Regions from separate parts of the Mus musculus genome. Here region 2 is linked to region 1. The links are chromatin contacts, called in public Micro-C maps. All regions are on one chromosome and are shown on one strand. The core of a region is the stretch at or near the end of the contact, and the rest is flanking DNA. Distances in the headings are between cores, read along the strand shown. Region 1 holds the start of Lrrfip1 (leucine rich repeat (in FLII) interacting protein 1). Region 2 holds the start of Gpc1 (glypican 1).

Region 1 (5,915 bases), core at 1,677-4,176:
AGACAACCATGCAGCCGTAACACCCATACATGTAAGATTAAACAAACACAAACAAACTGAACGCCAGTTTCCTCTGTGGATGCAGAGCCTCTGAGACTTCTCACCTGCTTAGCATCCCCTCAACTCTGCTCTCTCCCCTCCTTTTTCCTTTGTGATGCTGAGGCCTTGAACACAGTGTTAGGTAAGCACTCCAGCTCTGAATTATATTCTCAACCCCTGTATGTTTGTTTTGAAGCAGGCTCTTGCTAGATAGTCCAGGCTAGCCTAGAACTGGAGTTCCTTCGGAGCGGCCTCTGAGGGCCAGGGTTGCAGGTGTCCAGCCCTGCACCATCTCACTCTGCTCCAGTCTTGCCCATTGTCTTAGACTGAGGAGATCACGCTGTCTGTCTGTTTCCTCTTACCCACGTGGTCCTCTCACAACTATTCAACCCGGCCCTCGTCCACTAGAGACGCCCCTGCTCCTACAAGCCAGGGACACTTACTGCAGAACACAAAAGCTATTCTGTAACCATCTCTGCTGGCCTCCAGCAACATGCTCAACCCAGGGTCCACGGCAGCTGGGTGGCCCCCCTTCTAACACACCGGCCATTGTCATGCCCTGGACACTTCCTGCCCAGCAGGCCATTAGCCTCATAAACAGGGGCCACACTGTGTTTCTTTTTCTGTGTTCTTTTAACAAACTTTTGCTACTGTTTTGTAAACCTCTTAAAGATTCATAATTTCCTTCTAGAATCTTCTGGAACTAAATGCGTTCAAGAATCCAGCGTTGTTAGATTTTTGACCATCTTTTTGTTAGGTATCGGGCCTCCATCAGATGCACAGAGAGGGCTACAGAGCAGTGTATGAAGGTTATATTACATTAAGAGAGAGAGAAGGAAAGACTAAAAATAACCTCATCTGGGGCAGGGCAGGGCTCATTGCTAGATGGATTCGGCCATAGCCTTACATGTAAACACTCACAAACTATCCAGCACTCTGTGCTTCCTGGATTCTGGACATGGACTGATTAGCCCAATGAGTGCTAGGCTGAATGACCACTGCTTCCATCCTCTTACTGCTGGGCTACAACAGTATCCCGCCTGGATCCCAGGCAGGCTCCAAATTGAGTAGGGGGACCTGTGGCTGGTATCTTGGAGTTGGAAGTGGATTCCCACCTCTTGGGCCCCTCCTCGACTTCTTTACATCCCTGTTCTCGGGGTTTGGTGTTTCTCCTTCCTTTGCCCAGGATGCAGGCACTTGGTTCCTGTCCGCTAGAACCAGCCCAGGGCTGACTTCCTCCTCCTGCTTGCCTTCTATGGTCTGCCTGGGCCTCTGTTCTGAACACTCATGTCTCAGAAGCTTTCTCTCCTCCCTGAGCCTCCCTTAAGAGGGCTCCAAAGTGGCCCTGCAGGTTCCCTCCCTAGGCCTACAGGTTACAGCTCCAAAAGCCTCCTTGACTGCCCAAGTTTAAGTAGGGACATAGAATAAACATTATAAAACAGACAGGGGAAAAAAGCCCAGCAATTCTCAGCAAGGAACTGACATTTTACAAGTCTGTCATTGGAATAAAAGTTTACTTAGCCTTCCTAGCACTTGGAGGAAGCTCCCCCAGTCAGAGCAGCCTTGCCTCGACTACTCTTCCTTAAAGACCAACTAACTACAGGATTAACTCCTACCTGGAGAATGAGTGGCTGAGGCTCAGTTTTTATCAAGGTCTCACAAAAGCCTGCTAAAATGGGAACCTTGGGTCTCCCCCTCTCTCTGGTATCAACTCCATAAAATACATGGTTTCACAGAGTACAATTTACTTTGAAATATTCCCACTAATAAGCAACCACAGCCATGGATAAGGCGCGCGGGGGTGGGGGGGGTGGGTGGGTGATGCAGGCTTGTAAGCCCGATAGTGGAAGGGTTGAGACATGAGAATCCTGAGAGCAAGGCTAGTTTGGGTTATGGATCCTGCCTGAACTCCCAGACCCCAAAACTATAAACTACACAGGCTGTAACAACCAAAAATCCCCCAACTCCCCGGTGCCCAATTTTCAATCACCGTCGTCCTCATCCACTGTCCCTACGTAAGTTCGGGAAGTAAAATATGCGTAAGCACCTTGCCCAGACACAAGTGGCTTCTGGCACCCGCCGAAGTGGATCTGGGGCCCTGGATCCTAGAGGAAGGTGTTCCTGAGGTCAAGAACCTGTAAACCCTCCAAGCCACTCATGGCAAGGTGGTGCGGCTGGATGAGGACCCAGGTGCTGTACTCGGTAAAACACCAAACCAGCAGTTCCCTGTGAAACTCTACACCACCCTCAGATCTCAGACCTCGGTTGGGTCCTGGCCAGAGCCAGCCAGCTGGGCAAAGCCTGCCTAAAGACCATCACTAGGGGTGGAGGGAGAGCCCACTCTCCTTTTCGTCCTTGAGAGGAACATTGGAGCATAAAATGTACTTTTCAGAGCTCCGCCTACGGACACCTTACACTCAGCCAACCACCTGATGGTAGGCAGGAGCTGCCCTATATCAGGATTTTCGAGTGGCCCAAGCCCACTCGCCTCTACTCCAGCAGCACCACGGTAGCTGAAGGGGCCACTGTCCTTGACCTTAGAACCAACTGAGGGACCCAGGCGGCGGTTGCTGGCAGGCACAGGTCTGAATCATGTCTCCCTCTTACCAGTCTTTGCGCCTCTGGACTCAGACAGTCGATTTCCTTGTTTTGCGCGCCCTCTGGGCTGGTCATGTTGCCGAAGTGAAGTGCAGACCAACTTCCCACCCAAGAGTTCGCGCGGAAGACCCGCTCCCTAGTCCACAGGCAGAGGGTTCTCAGTGAGGCCACATTCTGGGATCCAGGAAAGCCGTCCAGGCAGAAGTAGAACTTTCAACGATCCCCTGGGCGCACACGCTCGGACGCCCAACTCCGAGGTTCCCTAGCTGGGGTGCGGCCGGCGGGGCGGGGCGCAGGTGGCTCCCGGCCGGGGGCGGGGGTGGCAAGAGAGGAGCCGGGGGCATACTCCGCCCCAGCCCCGCCCAGCCTCTCCCCACGCCCCACCCACCCTATGCCCGCCTCTCCTTCCTTCCCAGCCCCTTTCCCGCGCTCTTTCCAGGGGGTTGTACCCCTTCCTCTATGGTTCCACCCAGCCTGTGTCCATCTGCTTCCAACTTTCCTTCCTCGCAGCCACATTCTGCCACTTTAGTCGTCGGCTTCGCCCACGATGGCACTCTCAGCCAAAGCACTCCTACCATGAGGTCCACTCGGGCCCGCCTACCCGGGACCCCAGCTCCTCCTCCGTAGCCCCACCCACGCTCCTCCTCTTGCACCGCCTCAGAGCCTCCGGAACCGCCTCCCTCCCCTCCAGACCGCTCCTGGCCAGCAAGCTGCTGTGCCATCAATCACCACCCAGTCCCTGCGGCAGACACCGGAAAGACTGAGGGAAAGACCCTGGGGACCCCACCCTTGGCCACGCCCTGGCCGTCCCCAGCTGAGTCAGCGCGGGAGACCAGCCCAGGCCTAGGGAGGCGCGCCTTCGGTTAGGACACGCGTGGCTTTAGCTGGAACCACACCGCATGAGCCTCTGCCAGAGCGCAGCTGCGCCCGTCACTACTGTCTTCCGAGCCGGCACGGCTTTGGGGACCACAAAGCTACCGCCCATGACCACGCTGGACAGGAGCGAGAATCAAGCGGAGGTGACAGCCGCGATCCGATAGGGAGCGTCGAGGAACTAGTATCCACGCTGGACAGTGACCCGACTCGCAGCACGCGCCTTCCACGTCCACTGGGCAGGAGCACCCCTGATTTAAACTTAAAGCCAAGCGGGCAAGCAACCAGAAGGTTCCAGTGTTGTGCGCTATGGACAGGAGCACATGGCCTGGGTGACCTGTTTTCTCCACCCTAGAAGAGCCTTCTTCGGGCTCAAAAGGAAAATCAGAGGGCCCCCTGCCTTGTTTCTCTGTACTGGAGACTCCAGAAAGATCTAGAGAAGCCAGTCACATCTGAGCCCGGCTGACACGCTTTTTTGGTAACAAGGAACCAGTGTGCGCTGGCTTATGCACATGTGGGGCAGCAGCATTCTGGTACTAAGTCTCTGGGTAGTGCTTCGAAGGACTGGGTAGACCAGAGAGTAGACACAGAAAGACGAGTTCTAGGGGGCAGGATGGCCTGGACCAAAGGGATGAAGGGGACCTAGTTTGAGGAGTACTATGCAGGCCGAAAGAAAATGGGTACCAAGCTTTGGTGAAGTGTTTCAGATGAGGAAAACTTCCTGGGAAGGAGAAGACCTGCTCCCAGCAGTTGGTTTCAGCATCACAGTTTACAAACAAAGCTCTATCAATCAGAGAGAATAGTTTTGGATAACACCGTAACGGCAAGGGCTGTGGAATTTCTATGGGGGTCCAAGTAGTTTTACTAGGACTAACTTTACAGGTGAGAGTGGAATCCAGTTAATAACACAGCCTGAGAGAGTCGGGTTACTGTATTCTCACCTAGATAGGGAGAATCTAAGCCTCTGGCCATGTGGAACCCTGGGACTTCCCCACCACAGCAGCCCAGGGGCCAGCTTGCTTTGCTCTGCATGTCCGGAGACAATGTCTGAAGAGATTTGTTATTAATTTGCAGAGCATATCCCCAGAACCATGGAATCTGTTGGCTTCTAGCAAGCTCATAAACAACAAGGCTCTGTCTCTGCCTGGTGTCTAGGAAAGAACATCACCCTATACCGTCCTAGCCTAGCGGCCCTTCCAATCTTCCAGCCCACTCATTGCTGCCTCCTCTCGCACAGAAAGAAGGAAGCAGGGCCATAAAACTGAAATGGCTGAGAACTGGAACTGGGCTGAGCCAGAGAAAAGGATAATTCCTCCCCTCACTCCTCCCACTGTCTCCCTGGGGGTGGGGGGGACGGACAGTGGGAGGGAGCAGGACAGTGAGATTCCTAGCCTCAAGAGTTGGGATACACCACCAGCCATAGAATAGCGATAAACACATAAAAGACTTGCGATTCCACAGAATGGCAACATGTTATGGCAGCCAGCACCCTAACAGCCTGCTCTCTCAGGTGCCACATTTTGACTCAGGTGAACCCAGTCTGTCCTGTTTGGTGACAGACGTGGGCGGTTCCCAGCTCCAGAAATCTGGAAATCCGTATGTTTCCTATCGACCCTTGGCAGTGCCATTTAAATCTAAATGCTATGTCCTGGTTACACTTGCATGTAATCTACTTGGAGGGTGGAGGCAGGAGGATTGAGAATTGAAAGCCAACCTTGGCTTTTACACCAAGTTTGAAGCCAGCCTTGGCTACCTGAAACACTGTCTCCAAAAACAAACAAACAAAAAAATCCCACCCAGTTCTAGGGAGGCAGCGGCAGGCATCTCTCTGAGTTCTCGGCCAGCCTGGTATATAGATAAAGTTCCAAAACAGACAGGGCTGCAGAGTTTGACCCTGTCTTAAAACTAAATAAAAAGTAAATGAATCGACCTATGTTCTGACAAAGGGTAAAGACCCCAAACTACCTTCCATTAATTCTTATGCCAGTCCCTCTCTGATGCCCCTCTTTGACAGCCCCCCAACCCGACATCAGCCTTTTTAATGTTTTGCAAGGCACAGCAAGGTTTATGAGTGTGAAGGGACTCTACAAACTTCTGGAATGTGGGAAGGTATGAACATTGACACCCGGTAGAATGGGGCGTCTACATAAATGTTCACCTCAACAGAACTCTAACGGTGTCTTGGCAGAGCGATAGGAAAGCCTCTGCTTGGAAAACCTCAAGCCTCCTAAGCACACGAAACATCAGGCAGAAGGCCCCAGGACACCTTTGAAAGTGCAAGGGGAGCCTCACTGGGTGCACTGGACTGACATCTTGATGGTATCAAAGGTCTTTGTCTTTCCTCTGTTCAGATGGTATCATGTAGCCAATGCTGTCCTTGAACTCTGGAATCTCCTGTTTCCATC
Region 2 (5,915 bases), core at 1,932-4,431, 1.8 Mb before region 1:
TAGAGAACCTACTTGGTTGTGGCCAGTGGCCTGGATGGACTTTGTGTTGACAACAGAGACCAGGCAGGGGTAGTCTCTGACCCTAGAATCCAAATGGAAAACCCTGGTATAGAGCTAACTACAGAGGGTATACTTAGGAACATAGCCCAGAACAGTCCTGCCAGCTAAGAGAGACTTGCTTGCCCATGGCTGTGATTCAGCAGTGGGCTCCTAGCAACCTCACCTAGACCTTGCTCCCCGGCAGGGCCCTGGCACAGAAGGAGGATACCACTGTAGTGGCGGCCGCCCCTGGCTAGTTCTCCTCTACAGAATGGGACAGCTGTCATCACTGCTGCCTGGAAAGGCCATCCAGAAAACTAAGCAGTGCCTTCGGTGAGGAGCCAGCCTCTTACATATAGTACTGTTTGATAAAAGGGAAGTCTCCCGCTATTTCTGGTCCCTAAGACTCAGGGGCAGGAAAGGACATCCATTTGCCCATGAGCCACTCTTCCTCTCTCCTAATCACCCAATGACTCCAGTTGAACCTCAGCAGGCACCTATCTCCTGGGGTATTCCCATATTTCTTATAAGTAGGAGCTCTTTGGAACTAAGGGATTACATAGGAGCTCCAGGGAGGACTGCGCCATTAGGGGCCACCAGAGGGCGCCTGGTCCTCAGAGTCCAGGTCTGGTGGCACAGAACCAGACAGGACCCTGAGCTTGGCTGCCCTTTGGGCTACTGCTATCTTAGGAGGTCACCCTGTTTCTCACTCCACATGCTAATACTCTCTTTAGTGCCCTGGGGCTTGGAGGTATTCTCCCACTCTGAGGGCTGTGAGGTGCAGCCCATGGGGTTCCAGAAAAGTGTGGCACCAGTTCTGAGGTGCACCAATAGGGATGATGGGAAAACATAGGCCCCAGCCTTGCATGTCAATAAATAGGGTGTCTCTGAACAAACACTGGGCCCCAACCAGTATGACTGCTGTAATTCTGCAGGGTGCCTACACACCCCAGCTGGATGGGCATCTACGGCTGTCCTCACAGACATCAAAGCCTTTTGCTTGTCTTGTTCCTAATCCCCCACATTCCCCAACTGCAGGGTAGTAAGAACCAGGCTCTCTGGAAGGACCACACCTCTGCTTCTTTATTTTGCCCTCTCACTGCCCTTGTCACTGCCTACATTGCCAGTCCCTGCCTACTCGGGCACAGTAGCTGTGGGTGGGTACAAGCTCAAGAAGGTCTCCAAGAAGGCATTAAGATGGGTGGCATATCCATGCCAAGGTAAGATGTAGGCTGGAAGGCCTCAGGCTGGTATGTGTGCGGAGCAGGGTACGTCTGGCAGGGATAAGAGATACACAAGGATGTCAGGGTATATGTTCCTATTTCTGTGTGTTTGGAGGTGGGTAGAGTGAGCAGGGTACCAACCAAACTATACCTGCTGCTGCCAGGCACCGGGTGACAGTGCCCAGAGAACTGTAGGAGGTGGCTTTGGCAATGGCAGGGCTGTATGTAGAGAGAGGCATAGAAAGGCCTGTTCTGAGGGCATTTGAGAGGGAGATAGTCAAGAGACTCAGGCCACACAATGTGTCTTGTGGGTTCTGTCTCTCCCCAGAAACAGGGTTCTCCATGGCTGGCTATCTACTGCCATTCCCAAGCAAGTTGGGGCCACAGGCCACCCCTCTGGGCAATACTCTTACTTTCCTCATTCAGAGTGCCTACGACACCAGTTGAGTTTGGTCTCTAGTCTGCAAGCCCCCTCAGTTTCAGAAGAATCCCACAGCAGGAATTCCCTGCTCACCAAGGCCCTGGTGTTACACTTATCCAGGAAAGCTCCCCACACATTTAAGAGCAAAGCCTGGGGCTTGGGAGGTCCTTGGGACATTGCATAGGCACTCCAAGCTCATAAAGATTCGGTTCCCAGAGCTCCTGAGGCAGCAGGGAAGGGAAGGGAGGGGAAGGGCTGCTCTCAGCAGCTGCAGGGCCGAGGCCGCCGCCAGGAGGGCCGCTCTTCTTACAAAGAGATGACAAGGCCCCTGGGCGGGATCCAAGACGCCGACCACCTGCAGCTGGGCTCGCAGCTCCAGGCGGCCCGGAGCGCCCGGTCAGACCACGAGTGTGCTAGGATAGGGGCGCTGGCGGGCACAAGTTCCTAGGTAGGAATCCCCTCGAGCCCTGGGGTCCCCTGAATCGCGCAGCGGGCTCACATTTCCTTAGAACCCAGGCTTGAAGTGTAGGATCTCCCCCATAAATCCCACCTAGGCGGCTCCTGCTGTGGATCCGCGTAAATTCCTAAGCAGAACCCTTGACGCCTCTGGGAGAGATCCGCATAGAGAAGTTCCTAGCCCACTGCAACCGGGATATGCGACCCAATAGACCGTCCCAGAGCTACCGCTTGCTTCGCCGCAAGGGCGGCAGGCACGCTGTCCCGGAGCTGGGATTGCTGCCCCGCCAGCACAGTGGGCCAAGCCGGGGACCAAAGACGCCCAGCAACAACCCTAACCCAAAGGGAGCGCAGATTGCTATGGGGAAGGGACTCTAGAGCGTAGTGGCTGGGAACTGGGCAGCAACAGAGCGGATCGGAGCTCGGGGGCGAGGGCCGTGGGGTATAGACCAGTTGAGGAGCAGGAGGCCACTCCAAGTCCAGGCGGCGGGTTCTGGCGCCCGGGGCTAGCTGCGGCGCGGGTAGGGGCCCAGATCAGACCTCCCGAGTGCTAGGGTCCGGTGCCCCCGGACGCAGCGCCCTTACTCACCCGAGATCTCTGCCTGAGGCACATCGCTCAGGCTAAAGCCCTTAGCCCCGTAGATCTGGCGGACTTCGCTGCAGCTCCGGCTCTTGCTGGCGGGGTCCCCGCGGGCGCAGACGACCAGCGCGGCGGCCGCGCACAGCAGCCACCAGCCTCGGGTCCGGAGTTCCATGGCGGGGCCCGAGGCTCCCTGGCCGCCGGTGCGCGCCTCCCTCGGTCCCGGCCGGCCCGCTCAGCCCAGTGTGCGCGAAGGGCAGAGCCAAGGTCCCAGCGCGCGACGCTCGTGGTCCAGAGGCGGTGGCAGTCGAGGAGGCGGAGACAACAAAAGCCGGCTGCGGCTGCGGCGCGGGGAGCTAGGCGCGAGGCGCGAGGTCCGGCCGCTCAGTCGGGCCGCCTAGAGCGCGGCGGGCGAACGCGCAGCCCCGGCTCGGCGCCTCCCCCGCCGCCCGCCCGGCCCCACGGCGGCCGCGGAGAGGGGCAGGGAGGGGCGGGGAGCGCGGGCGGGAAGAGGGGAGCGCCCGGGCGGGGCGGGGCGGGGCGAGGCGGGGCACGATCGGGGCGCACCGGGCGCCCCTTCGCTCTCCGGAGGGAGAGGAGGGAATGTTCTCTCAGCCCAGGCGATGTGCTCCGTTGCCTGGGTGAGATGGGAGGCGGCGGGGAGAGCCTGGAGTGCAAAGGCCGAGTCCGGGGTCCCCTAAGGTGTCCCCCCCAGCCCAGCACCCAGGGCGGCGGCACCACCTGTGGGGGCGGGGGCAGGGCGGGGGGGGGGGGCAGCTGAGGCAGGGCTTCCCTCGCCGGACGTGACATCACGTCCTCCGCTGGCCAATCAGGAGCTTCCCCGCCCCCAGCCGAATTCGGCATCTCTTTGCTCCTTTCCATCCTTCACCTTACCGGCTTGCTCTCTTAGCGCTTCTACTACTCAGTCCTGGTCCGGTCACTTCCCTACTCACCTGCTGCCCCCCACCCCCCAGCAACAACTCCTACATCCATACGCCCTTTCTAGCCGCCCCTGAGCGGCTCCAGTTCTCGTCTGACGTGTTTTGGAGGAGGATGAGGGGGCTGAAAACTGGCCAAAAAAAAAAAAAAAAAAACTAGCCTTCATCAGCTCAGATGACTTCAGTTGATGCAGATTGCCAGCGACTGTTACGGTCCCTCTTCGTGACTATTTAGGTGCTAGAGCAATGGGGCAGAGGCAGGTCTGTAGGCTTGGGTGCAGCGTGGTAGGTGACCTCTGGCAAAAGGAATAGAGCGAGGAGTTAATGTTGGGCAGCTCAACTCCAGGCCAGGTGTGGCAGACCACCAACTGTCACGCAGCTGCAGGGATGATTGTGGGGAGAAGGGACCCTACCTGGGACCTACCTGGGAGCTGGTGATGGTGCTGGGTCTGGAGTTTCTTGCTTAGCTGCTGCCGGGCAGCACTATCCCTCCTGCTGTTCCCTTTATCCTATGAAGAGGCCATCATAGCTGAGGTTAGACTGAATCTAGATACCTAATCTGGGAATGGGAAGAAAGCGAGATGTGGTTTATGGTTGAGAGTCATAGATTACCACTATGTGTCAATAGAGTGCAGCGCTCTTGGATTCAGCTGAATCAGGGCTTTGCAGGTTTGTGGCAAAACCCCCAATCACCCATGCCTCAGGATGTCCTCCCGTCAGGGGTTCTGTCCACCTTAGGGGGTGGGTTTCCTGTCCTAACTCCTAGGAAAGTGATCCAATTAATCTCTGCAGTCATTGCTTGAGAGTAACAATGGAAAACCAATCTATCGGAGCAGATATCCTCACATCCCTCTACTGTAACACTGCTCCTGACTCACGGACCCCTGTCCACTGCATGTCCTGGCCAGGACAGCTTGGATCCCTGTCACTTTTAATAGAGGACTTGCAATGGCCAGGGCTCCTACTTGCTTTCTGTGCTCCCCATGTGTTCTGGCCTCTCAACATGCCATCACCACTGAATGCCTCTTTGTAAGTTGACCAGCCTAGATAGTTCCTTGGGGTAGGCTCAGTGTCTGAGCCATTTCTGGACCCCAAAATGGCAGGTCTTTAGGCTATGGCCTTTGCTATGATGCTGTATAGGTTGGCTGTCTTTTCTAGGGAAATCTTTATCACTGTACCTGCAAAAGAACAGCATAGCACTTTCCCACAGGTCATACTACTGGCAGCCAAGATAGTGCTCCAAAGTGGTGCTCCTCTCCATACTGGAGTCTCCATAATCTTGAGGAACCATGTATGCGAGCAGCCCAGGGGCTGACTAAGGAAGCCTGAGGGGAGCATGTAAGGACTGGCAGGTCCCCAGCAGCCTCCCCTCCCTTCTGGGGTCTCAAACCTGGGATGGAAGCGGCCTTAGTGCTCCCAAGAAGGGGCCCTTAGATGTGTTTGTCATGCCAAGGCCAAGTTTCTCTTCTCACTTTTACTGATCAGGACACTTTACGAAAAGTAGCAGAAAGCTGTCAGAGAGTGTACCTAGTTAGGTGACACCTGAGCTAACTTACCTGCCTCAACCTTGACTGAAAGGAAATAAACCTGAGATTCAGTGGTGAGTGTCTACCTTTCACCAGCTGCATGAGCAGCCCGGGTCACAGCATAGCATCCACATCTCCTCTGGAGGTGGGAGGAAGTGCATTTGGGATATATCAAATATGCAGGAGATAAGCTGCCCCCCCCCATCACCACCATGCTGAGTGTTGTCTTTTGAGTCCACAGAGGTCCCTCTGTCTCAGCTCATAGTCAAGGGGCAGGGAGGGACCTAGGCAACCAGTCCTCTCAGTCCTGAGTAGGCAGGACCTGTCAGCCTTAGCAATAAAAAGCAAGTAGGCTGAGCAGGAAATAAATGTTCAGGCAGCCGGAGCTAAAAGGACATCATGGCAGAGGGGACTCTGCTGAAGCCATCCAGCTGTAGTCAAGGTGACAAGATCTTGGGAGGAACAGAGTGAAGATGCTGCCCACCCCACCCCCACCTCCTGGGGCTTCTGTTCAACTGTGCTCACCCATGCAGCTTCCTTCCTCGTCACCCCACCCAACCTACGAAGAAGGGAGACTCGATACATTTTAGAGTAACAGTTGCTGAGAGAGGTCTTGAATCCCAAAGTGCTGGCAGCTGGAAACTGGTTATCCCTGTGATGAGAGCTGCTCCCAGCAGACCTTGTCTTACTTGCCCCTGTATCCCTGGCTGCAGAGTTATAGTCACATATGAG

Evidence for each region. A called contact is a pair of places that touch in the nucleus more often than the background predicts.
Region 2: a contact with region 1 is called in a Micro-C map of embryonic stem cells, with 2.6 times the contacts expected there. The contact joins the promoter of Gpc1 here to the promoter of Lrrfip1 in region 1. A contact is called at or near these places in 1 of 39 promoter capture datasets (liver), 1 of 484 Hi-C or Micro-C datasets (embryonic stem cells) and 1 of 115 datasets of contacts at active chromatin or transcription factors (pancreatic cancer cells).

What each region holds. Positions count from the first base shown.
Region 1 is chr1:91,050,455-91,056,369 of GRCm38.p6, reverse strand. Lrrfip1 (leucine rich repeat (in FLII) interacting protein 1) reads right to left here and starts at 2,926. Exons shown (of 25, transcript NM_001310732.1): 1 at 2,647-2,926. The coding sequence starts at 2,712.
Region 2 is chr1:92,828,911-92,834,825 of GRCm38.p6, reverse strand. Gpc1 (glypican 1) reads right to left here and starts at 3,181. Exons shown (of 9, transcript NM_016696.5): 1 at 2,729-3,181. The coding sequence starts at 2,894. Gm29481 (a long non-coding RNA gene) reads left to right here. Exons shown (of 3, transcript XR_003947946.1): 1 at 1-2,131.